3 separate regions of the Sus scrofa genome follow, and all the other regions are linked to region 3. The links are chromatin contacts, called in public HiChIP or PLAC-seq maps. All regions are on one chromosome and are shown on one strand. The core of a region is the stretch at or near the end of the contact, and the rest is flanking DNA. Distances in the headings are between cores, read along the strand shown.

Evidence for each region. HiChIP or PLAC-seq counts read pairs in DNA pulled down with a chosen protein or histone mark.
Region 1: an H3K27ac HiChIP or PLAC-seq map of alveolar macrophages shows a contact between it and region 3. The contact joins two enhancer-like sites. A contact is called at or near these places in 1 of 5 promoter capture datasets (liver), 29 of 47 Hi-C or Micro-C datasets (adipocytes, adipose tissue, alveolar macrophages and 15 more) and 2 of 2 datasets of contacts at active chromatin or transcription factors (alveolar macrophages and skeletal muscle).
Region 2: a contact with region 3 is called in an H3K27ac HiChIP or PLAC-seq map of alveolar macrophages. The contact joins the promoter of PRR5L here to the enhancer-like site in region 3. A contact is called at or near these places in 3 of 5 promoter capture datasets (fetal skeletal muscle and liver), 5 of 47 Hi-C or Micro-C datasets (alveolar macrophages, embryonic fibroblasts, epiblast stem cells and 2 more) and 2 of 2 datasets of contacts at active chromatin or transcription factors (alveolar macrophages and skeletal muscle).

What each region holds. Positions count from the first base shown.
Region 1 is chr2:24,772,523-24,775,870 of Sscrofa11.1, forward strand. The region is part of intron 2 of PRR5L (proline-rich protein 5-like); the gene reads right to left. Among named protein-coding and RNA genes, the nearest start is that of PRR5L, 38 kb to the right of the region's middle. Within about 2 kb of position 1,994, at least 1 of the 83 cell types and tissues checked has an H3K27ac peak or open chromatin away from gene starts, as enhancers often do. A contact at or near this core is called in alveolar macrophages, where this site is marked.
Region 2 is chr2:24,811,332-24,814,681 of Sscrofa11.1, forward strand. It overlaps PRR5L (proline-rich protein 5-like), which reads right to left and starts at 1,311. Exons shown (of 11, transcript XM_021083180.1): 1 at 1,081-1,311.
Region 3 is chr2:24,629,632-24,633,240 of Sscrofa11.1, forward strand. No RefSeq gene overlaps it. Among named protein-coding and RNA genes, the nearest start is that of TRAF6, 23 kb to the left of the region's middle. Within about 2 kb of position 1,965, at least 2 of the 83 cell types and tissues checked have an H3K27ac peak or open chromatin away from gene starts, as enhancers often do. A contact at or near this core is called in alveolar macrophages, where this site is marked.

The DNA of each region.
Region 1 (3,348 bases), core at 744-3,243, 140 kb after region 3:
GAGAGGGAGTTCTCTTAGCCCTTTTTGTTCTCTTAAGGCCTTCAACTGATTGGATGAGGCCCACCCACATTAGGGAGGGCAATCTGCTTTACTCAGTCTATGGATTCAGATGTTAATCTCATCCAAAATACACCCTCATAGACACACCCAGAATACTGTTTAATCAAATATCTGGGTACCCTCTGGCCAATCAAGTTGATGCATAAGATTAACCACTACAAATGTGCATGTGCTGAAACCTGGATTGAGGGAAAAATCTAATATCTGGGATTAAAAAAAGTTAAAATAAAAATTAAAAAAACCCAAAACATAGAGTATAATGTACTTTGAAAATATTGAAAAAAGTTATCACTTCTTAATTGATCTAGCTAAAATCTAAGCTTGGTGGCTCAGGCTGGTCCAGACGAAGTCAAATAATATCCTGTAATGTTTTAAAAGGAGGGCTTCTGGAGTTCCCTGGTAGGCTAACGATAAGGATCAGGTGTTATCACTGCTGTGGCTTGGGTCACTGCCTCAGGTCACTGCCATGGTGTGGGTTTGATCCCTGGCCCAGGAACTTCTACATGCTGTGAGTGTGGCCAAAATTTTCTTTAAAAAAAAATAACAATATTGTAAATCAACCATATTTTAATAAAAAATAAATAAATAAGGAGTTCCCATCGTGGTAGCAGGGGAAACGAATCCAACTAGGAACCATGAGGTTGCGGGCTCAATCCCTGGTCTCGCTCAGTGGGTTAAGTAAGGATCTGGAGTTGCTGTGAACTGTGGTGTAGGTCACAGACACGGCTTGGATCCAGCATTGCTGTGGCTCTGGCGTAGGCCAGCAACTACAGCTCCAATGGGACCCCTAGCCTGGGAACCTCCATATGCTGCAGGTGCAGCCCTAAAAAGACTAAATAAATAAATAAATAAATGGAGGAATCCTGAGTTAGACCGCCTGGCTTCAGATCCTGGCTCCTTCAGTTAGCAGCACTGCAACCTAGGACAAGTTATTTCATTCCTCTGTGCCTTGGTTTCTTTATCTATATAAAAATGGGAATAATACTTTACATGCTAGAGTAGCTGTCAGAATTAAACTGAGGTAAAACTCATTCATTCCTGGTTGTTTTATTATACCTGTTATGTGCCCCACATTGTGCTAGGTGCTAGAGATACAGGGATGGACAAAACCGCTATGAATGGAGTTGCTTTTCTAGTGAGCAAGTAAATGATGAAATGAGATCATTTCTGCAGTGACAATTCCTATGTGCGCTAGGAAATGTGGAGCATAATATACACTGCTGGTGGCATGCAAGATTTTCCATGGGAAGCTGATGAATGTTTTTAATCACTTGTGATAGCTATATACTGACAATGTATCTTAGAGAAATACTGGCTTTTCTATTGATGATAATGACATTTATTCATTCAACAAACCTTGAGTACATACCAGGCACTTTATTAGGCACTAAGGGAATACAGCAGTGAGCAAAACAGAAAAACCCTTGAGCAACTGGAAGTGAAATTCTAAATTTTCATTTACAATTAGTATGGTCTTCCTTTCCAAGTAAATTTAACTTTGAAAAATAGAATCTATCTTTTTTTTTTTTTTTTTTTTTTTTTTTTTTTTTTTTTTTGCTTTTTAGGGCCTCACCCAAGGCATATGGAAGTGCCCAGACTAGGGGTTGAATCAGAGCTATAGCTGTAGGCCTACACCACAGTCACAGCAACATGAGATCCAAGCCACATCTGCGACTTAAAACACAGCTCATGGTGACACCAGATCCTTAACCCACTGAGTGAGGCCACCGGCATCCTCATGAATCCTACTCAGGTTTGTTAACCATGAAGGGAACTCCCTGAAAAATAGAAAGCATTTTATTAAGTAAACAATACCTTGTTGGTGTGCAGATATGGCAAAAAAATGATGGAAGTGGTGTAACATAAGCCATATCTGGGGCGCACTGGGTCCAAAGTCAGCTCATTTAGGGGCTCTACAGGAAGGAGTTTCCAGACTTGCCCTCTCACCAAGAAGGCTTGGCCACCTCCCCACCCCACCCGTTCCTCTTCCTCTGTTTATGTCTCATCGTCTGCTTATTTCTTTGACTGTGTTTTGAGGGGTATGCAAGATTCAATCAGAGTAGTTCCACTTCAAAATTACAAGAAAGCCCACTAATTGGATCAACTGTGGCAAAGCCTTGTAAATCAAGGAAACTTTGAATAAGAAAATATTTATAAAGAAAAGTGGTTTTCATTTTGGCTTATTATCTAGTGGGCTAACCACAAGCTGCACTACAGAGAACCTGTTTTTCTGACTCTATTAATATCCTATAATTACCCTGTCAAAGCTCCCATGTAAGTAGACCATATTGTACCTGCTTTCTAAATAAATACCACCTACTTGAGAATAATTTGTTCCTCAAGTAGACCAACAGGGTCTTGCCTCCCCAGTTAAATGAACAATGTACACATCTTATAGCATGTGGCTGCCGCTCACTTCATTATTTTGAAAATGAGAGTAATTTCACCTTGATTTGTCTTTGATCAGAATGGGGGTGATTGTAGGGAGAAAATTTATGTTTCAATGGAAAACTATAATCCACCCTGTGGGTTATCGGATTCCGGTCTTTGGGCTTATTTCACCTCTTGGGCTGCATCTCACACATTTTGTCAGAAATTAGTATTTCCAATTTTTCTTCCACCCTCTTGACTTGGCATCCTTGAGGACCGGAAGGTCCTTTTCCTAAAGCTTCGAAAGCTGAAGCTGGATGATTTGACATAATTTCAGAAGATATATCAGCACAGTGGTTGGGACACTTGGAAAGGTCACTAGAACACCTGTGTTTTTCATGTTCCCCTTAAGGCAATGGCAGGATCGTGACATTGTCACCACCATCTTCCCTCTATCACCCAAAGACATTTCAAGCTCAATACTTAGAAATCTCGATTGGTGGCACTCTGGACTAAGAAAAAAAGAGAAGAAAGAAAGGGAGTTCTCATCATGGCTCAGCGGTAACGAACCCGACTGTATCCATGAGGACGTGGGTTCAATCCCTGCTCAGTAGGTTAAGGATCCAGCATTGCTGTGAGCTGTGGCATAGGTCGCAGTCAAGGCTTGGATCCCGAGTTGCTGTGGCTGTGGTGTAGGCCAGCAGCTGCAGCTCTGATTCAACCCCTAGCCTGGGAATTTCCATATGCTATGGGTGTGATGGGTGTGACCCTAAAAAATCAAAAAAAAAAAAAAAAAAAAAAAAAAAAAAAGAAAGAAAGAAGAGAAAGAAAAAAAATAACTGGGTTTATAATTGGTTCCCACCATTAATCTTTGTTTTCCTTTTGTTCTTTTGATTCCATGGGAATGCTCCTCATTAA
Region 2 (3,350 bases), core at 61-2,560, 180 kb after region 3:
AGTCCTGTTTATTTAACATCTGTCCTCCCACCTATGTGGCAGCTTGGCCTGTCTCTGGCCAAGGAAGAGGTGACACACATTGAGCGATTATCATTCCAAATCCCTCCCTGTCCCCACCGGGCAGTTCCATCTTCTCGAGCTTGGCGAAAGCTGAGGACAACAGGCGAACCATTTAAGAGCGTCTGAGTTTCTGAAATGGATAACTCAGTGCTGCTGTTCGGCAAAGCCAGGGACGGAACGCCACACTCCAGGCCTCGTGACCCGGACAAAGAGACTCACTGCAAACCAAGCATTACTCACAGGGCTGGGCAGGCATTCGATTCACCTAATCCTGCAGAGTATTCAATCAGAATTGTGTTCAAACCCTGATTCTGCCCCCAGACAGCTGTGCGATCCTGGGTAAATTGCTTAATGTCTCTGTACTTCATTTGTAAAAAGGGGATGATTAAAGTTAACTCATCCCAGAGAGTTATTATGTAGAATTAATGAGGAAATAGAAGCAAACCATTTAGAACCTTGCCTGCCACCAGGTAAGGGACTCAGTACACATAGTTATCATTAGAGATCAAAGTCCTTCCAAGTGGAACCCTGCAGTAAGCTCGGTCTATTGTAAAGACCATTACACAAGAGGCACGGTGGTGTGCAGCACAGATTCTAGCACCAGGCTGCCTGGGTGGCACTCAGGCAAGAATGGAAAGCACGTTGTATTTTCTATAACTGCTATCAGGACAGTCAGCTCCACATAGTCATATGTCTACATGTCCGACACACAGAGTTAGCGCTTCATGATGGCAGCTATCATTAGAGGACTAGTCATCTCAACAAACCCACGGGGACCTTGACGTTTCCGGTCACCCAAAGACATCAAAGGCATGGAGTGGAGATCAGACAGGAAGAGTGCTTCCCTAGTCTAGAGGCTGCCGAACTTGACCTCAGTAGCTTTTTCATCTTTGTTTACCAGCAGACAGCGGCTCTCAAGCAAACAGGGTGTCTTGAAAGCAGAAAGCCATCCTCCTCTGGCTAGACCTGCAGCCGTGACCTCCAACCCCCACGCCCCACCAGCTGCTTCCAGACTCTCACCTGCGTTCCCTGGTCTGGTTCCTTCCTCCAGGGCAGGTCCCACCTGGCCAGGGAAAGGTGAGGTGCCACAGCCTTTCAGCCTCCATGGAGCCCAGCTCTCCCTGGGCCCATGTGTCCACTCAGCTCCCACTGCTCGGGGCCCCGAGGACTGCCAGAGGAGCAGGCGGAAAAGATGAAAAGCTGACACTCCCCGCAGGAAGTAATTGTTTAGCTGTTTTCAGCACTGAAAAAAACAAGCGTAACATTGGAGAAAGGAGAGCAAAGTGCCATTCAAGGCCATTGTCACGGCCTCCTCTCTGTGCATCGAGGAGACAAAGAGGCCCTGTGTGGGCGAGGACAATGCTCCGTGTTACCAGCCACTTCTGTGTTACTCCTGGGGACGGGAATGAGGCCACAGTGCCCTCCCGGGCCTGATGCTCACTGGACTTTGCTAATCACAGCCACCCGGCCAGTCAGCACTGGGAGAGCAACTTCAGACTCCCAGCCCACAGTGTTCTGTAATGGGGAGCAGGCGACACCCCATCAGGGGTGAGCACCTGGGTATGCGCCAGTCTTCTGGGCATGGCAAATTGCCAAGTACCCCTTTCCTTTCCCTTGCCTCCTCTCTTAACATGTTTTCAGAGACTCACCACAAGTTAGAGCTGAAAAAAAATCAGGGTGTCATCTCTTCAAATCCTCCAGTGCCGGCCTCAGGGCAGCCGCAATTGCTAAGACCAGATCATTCCTTACATAGTAGCGATTGCACCCCCTTATTAACCAGACACCCAGGTAGGAGCAAGCTCACAAAATGAGGCTCCTGACTTTAAATCCTGGTCCTGCTACTAATTACCCAAGCACTGTCCGTTTTTTTTTTCTCCCAGCCTTAGTTTTTCCACCTGTAAACTGGGATCATTCTTGGGTTAGTGAGGATTAAATGAGTTAATACATGTAAAACTCATAGAGAATTATGTGGCTTATAAAAATTGCTCTAGAAGCATGAATGACAAATTAGACGCTCACATTACACTTGCAATTTGCTTAGACTCATGAGGAGATGCTAAGGGCATGGCTGGAACCCCAGGATCTCAAACACCCAAATTCAGCCTCACCACCTATTATGGCCTAAGTTTTCCCCATTAGGTCCCTCAGGGAAGTTGGGCACCCAACAAATATCCACAGGGATAAGGCAGGTGACCAATGTATAGAGAGGACCAACGGCGACACTGCAGAGAGCAATGGGGACAGTGGGGATTCAAGCACTCGTGCCAGTGTTTGGGGGCAGCCAGGGCTCAGCTCTAGGCAACTGTTGTAACGTGAAAAGGTAGGAATGGCATGGCCAGGCCCGTCCATCTTTAAAGCAAAGCTGGAAAGCTAGATCTTTGTGTCAGATTTCCCTATTTTGAAACTGGTGTTTCCCGAGACACTGTTCATACAAAGTGAGCCTGGAATCATGCAGCTTGTGATGCCCGATCTGGACACAGAGGGCATTTCCAAGCCAGCACATATCTGTCATTTTCAGGTCTTCTGGCCTCAATTTGCCTGCAGTTTCCTGGTGAGATGATCAGGTCACTTTAAAGCCCCTCCTTGACCTGGAGCAAGTGGCACCAGATCAATAAAGATGAGCAGCCCTGTCTCCCTGGATACCTGCCCTCATCTCAGTTCATGAATTGGGAGTGAGGAAATGGAAAACCAGGGGCCTCTCCCTAAAGTGCCACAGCCCTTTGGCCTACTCCACCTACTGCTGGTGTTCCTCTGATAAAGCCTGGACTTAAGGGTGGGACCAAAGGGAAGACTGAGGGCTTAAGCCCCCATAATCTCCATCACCTCAAGTGCACATAAGTAGTCTAAGTGACCAAAAGTGCTTGCGAGGCACACACAACTTCCAAACAAGATTGCTCATAATGAGATAGCACTTCCCACCCACTGGGATGGCTATCCTCCAAAAGACAGATAATAACAAGTGTCAGCGAGGATGTGGAGAAACTGGAACCCTCAGACACTGCTGATGGGAATGCAAAATGGTGCAACTGCGTTTGCAGACAGTCTGGCAGTTCCTCAAAAAGTTAAACACAGAGTTACCATATGATCCAGCCATTTCACTCCTGGGTATACACCCCAAGAACTATGAAAACATAAGTCAACCCAAAAACTTGTTTGAAAGTGTTCATGGCAGCATTACTGATGACAGCCAAAAGGCAGAAACAACCCAAGTATCTATCAACTGATGAACGGAGACACACAGTGTGGTATATCCACACAATGGAAATTATTCAGCGGTCAAAAGGAATGAA
Region 3 (3,609 bases), core at 715-3,214:
TATCCTGACTGGCAGAGGGTGATTTAAAAATAGAGCGCGAGTTCTGTCTGAGGAGGTCTGGCCTCTTCGTCTTAATCCTTAGTTCCTTTGCCCAGGCTGGTCATTTCACTTGAGGTGTCTAGATAAAGTAGACAAAGCCCCACCGAAAGGGCTTAAGGATGGTAACTAGTCATTCCTTCTTAGACTAGTTAGGAGCCTGAACGTAGAATTTATTTCCAACTGATTTGAGATTCCTTTGGAGCCATTGTGAAAGATGGAAAGGAAGTAAGGCAGGTTTTCTGAATACAATTAGAGTAATAGAATTGAAATTGACTGTTTTTTATGCCTTTAGGGTCCATGTTTTTGGAATTTTTTTTTCACTACCCACAATAAATTAGACTAGATAGAGATAAATGAATAAATAATATGTACCCACCTAACATGAAAGGTTTATCAAACACTTGCTTTTAGTACATCTGATGCATTCTGATATTTTCTGTTCTTTTTTCACTTATAAAATATAGTCCCCAGAGCACAAATGGGTTTATCACAATGCCTTGCCTCCAGAGTCAAGATCTGAGGATTTAAAGTAGCCCAGAAGGCTAGAGGCCAAGTACACATACACACACAGTCAAGTGTCCACTGGGGTTAGTGGGGCCTTCCAGACTGTGCCTTGCTCTTGTTCCACCCAGTCTGGGCTCCAGCCCCATCCCCCACCTCACGCCACCACCCCACCCACCCCTGCCCACTCACAGTCTTGCCTCTTGGCTGTTCCTGATGTTCTTGCCTCTCTCTCCTTGACTCAGCCTGAGGTAGTCAGTTTTATTAAAGGAAAGCTCCGGTTCCACTGCTCCTCTGAATTCTTCTATGGACTGAAGGGCTAGTAAAACAAGATCCAGGAGTCCCCATTGTGGCTCAGTGGTAACGTACCCAACTAGCATCCATGAGGATGCAGGTTCGATCCCTGGCCTCACTCAGTGGGTTAAGGATCTGGCATTGCCATGAGCTATCGTGTAGGTCGCAGACCTGGCTCGGATCTGGTGTTGCTGTGGCTGTGGTGCAGGCCAGCAGCTGCAGCTCAGATTCAACCCCTAGCCTGGGAACTTCCACGTGCTGTGGATTTGGTCCTAAAAAGACAAAAAAAAAAAAAAAAATCCAGAACAATTTACAAACTCTTGTTTGATTTGGCTTTTGCCATCTATCTCCCCTGAGGCAAAGAGGTAGTGTGCTACTTGAATGAGGCAGGTAGGGTATGGGGAGAAGAGGGACGGAGATTTCCTAATACCTCAGAGAATTACTGGGGACATTTTCTTCTTAATTGGACTATGAGCTTTCAAGGAAAGGAATCAGAGATCTCTACTATGATCCTGGACTTCATTAAAGGAGAATTTTCAAAGAAGAGTCAAATTATGGCTCTCATACAGATAGCAAATGAGTGTGTGCTATTTTATTTAACTCTTAATGAGGGAACCCGGCAGATGCTGTAACCTGGAGAATCCAAAGGACAGACACACTTAGAGACCAAGAATATTTACATGAATGTCCAAATGGAGGAAAAACAAGAATCTACTTGCTAGAAGAGGAAAGTCAAGCAATCCTCTCCCCCAGGACATAATTTTTGTTTCCAGAAACAAGAATTATTTTGCATTGCTTTCAGTATCTATAGGACAGAGCTGTAAAGTAGCTTCCTGAGAGTGAGAATCCAGTAACCCAAGGCTGTCCTCTAAACTAGATAATGCATAGTGTTTATCAAAGCACAAAATTCCCCTACACCCTGCACTAACAACAGTTCATTGCAGCACATGAATTATAAATAAATAGACCTGTGGTGCCCATTCCTGCACAGATTGGACTGTTCCAATTTGTGTGAGGTGACAGCTTGCTTGTTTTAGCTCTTCCAAAATTGCAGGTTCAAAGTCAGGCATGAGCAGAGCAAACCCAGCTAAACAATCATTTGGCAGCAGGGGGCAGCAAAGCTTCATTCATAAAGAATGCAACCTTCAGAAAGAAATTTGTAAGATGGAGTTAGCCTGGAATCCTTGAAGTTTTAAGGTGTCCATAAATCCCCTTAGATTATAGGCATAAAGTTGTACTTCGTGCATTTTTTGGAGAAGAGATTCTTTAATTTGTTTTGCTTTGGGTCTGATGAAGGCTATGAAGCATTTTCCCCTGATATCGGAATGTCCACGTCCCAACTATCATATTCGCAAGTTGATTCCCAAATTAGCTTCAAATTAGAAATGCCTGAGGAACTATTGTCGAACCACAGCAAGTAGCCATTTTTGTAAGGTCAGTAAAGGGTTAAGTATCAGCAGTTTCTTGAGGTTCAACCAGTATATTCAGATTCCCAGTCACGTCAGCTCCCCTGTTCTGATACAGCCAGTGGGTGGATGAACATTTGAGATTGACCACCATCTCCAAGTTGAAGTTTAGGAAAATGGACTTTTGCACCCTAGTTCATCCCAAGGCCTCAGGTTTAACCCCAGTCATGTCTATCCACAGTGAACAGTGAGAGGCAAGTCGGTATTAGGGCCATCACTGCCACGCAGTTCACTGGGGGGCTTTCTCAAGGTGTCTCAAGCCTCAAAATCTCTTGGGGTGCTTCTTAAAATGCACATTGTTCAGAGTTCCCTTGTGGTGCAGCGCATTAAGGACCTGGCAGTCGTCACTGCAGTGGCTTGGATTGTTACTGCGACATGGGTTTGATCCCTGGCCTGGGAACGTCCATGTGTTGTGTGGCCAAAAAAAAAAAAAAAAAAAACATATGATTTGGCCCTCGCCAAATGTGTGGAATTAGATTTTTTGAGTGGTAGGCTGGAGAATCTGCATTTCTTTTAATTTTTTTAAAAATTGTAGTTGATTTACAGTGTTGTGCCAATTTCTGCTGTACAACAAAGTGACTCAGTTTGTGTCATTCTTTTTCATATTCTTTTCCATCGTAGTGTATCCCAGGAGATTGGATAGCATTCCTTGTGCTATATGTTGTTTATCCTTTCTAAATGTAATAGTTTTTGTCCCCTAACCCCAAACTCCCAATCTATCCCTGTCCCTAACCCCCCATTGGCAACCACAAGTCTGTTCTTTATGTCCCTGCATCAGTTTCTGTGAGAATCTGCATTCTGTAGGGTCCCTAGGTGACTCTCACAGAAGAAGGGAGGGGAAAATGATCTGGGGTCTGTTAGCTAAATCAGAGTGTAATTGTTAAAATGGTAAAGTCATGGCGCTCATTCAAATATAGAATGGGTGTGTGTTAAAGGTTTTGCTCAGTTCATTAATTTATGATGGAACCATTAGATGGTAAAGCAGATTCCAAAAACATTTGGAAAAAAAAAGAGTTTATATAATCCACTAGGAAAAGCATTTTCAAAACCAAGGAATGTTAGAATATGATTGCTAGGTTACAGCAGAAACCAGTTAATGTCCTACAAGCTATTAAGCCGTAACCTTTAGGGTTATCATTCCTACCAGATAGAAAGATACAGATTAACATGGAACTTTGCAGTATCTGGGCTACTATCACATAATAAATAGCAAAGTCAAACACAGATACATTCTCCCATAAAATTAAATAATCCGCAGGTGAACTCGTTAAATAATTCCTGAGTGTGACTTTGAAAGGACATGCAGCCC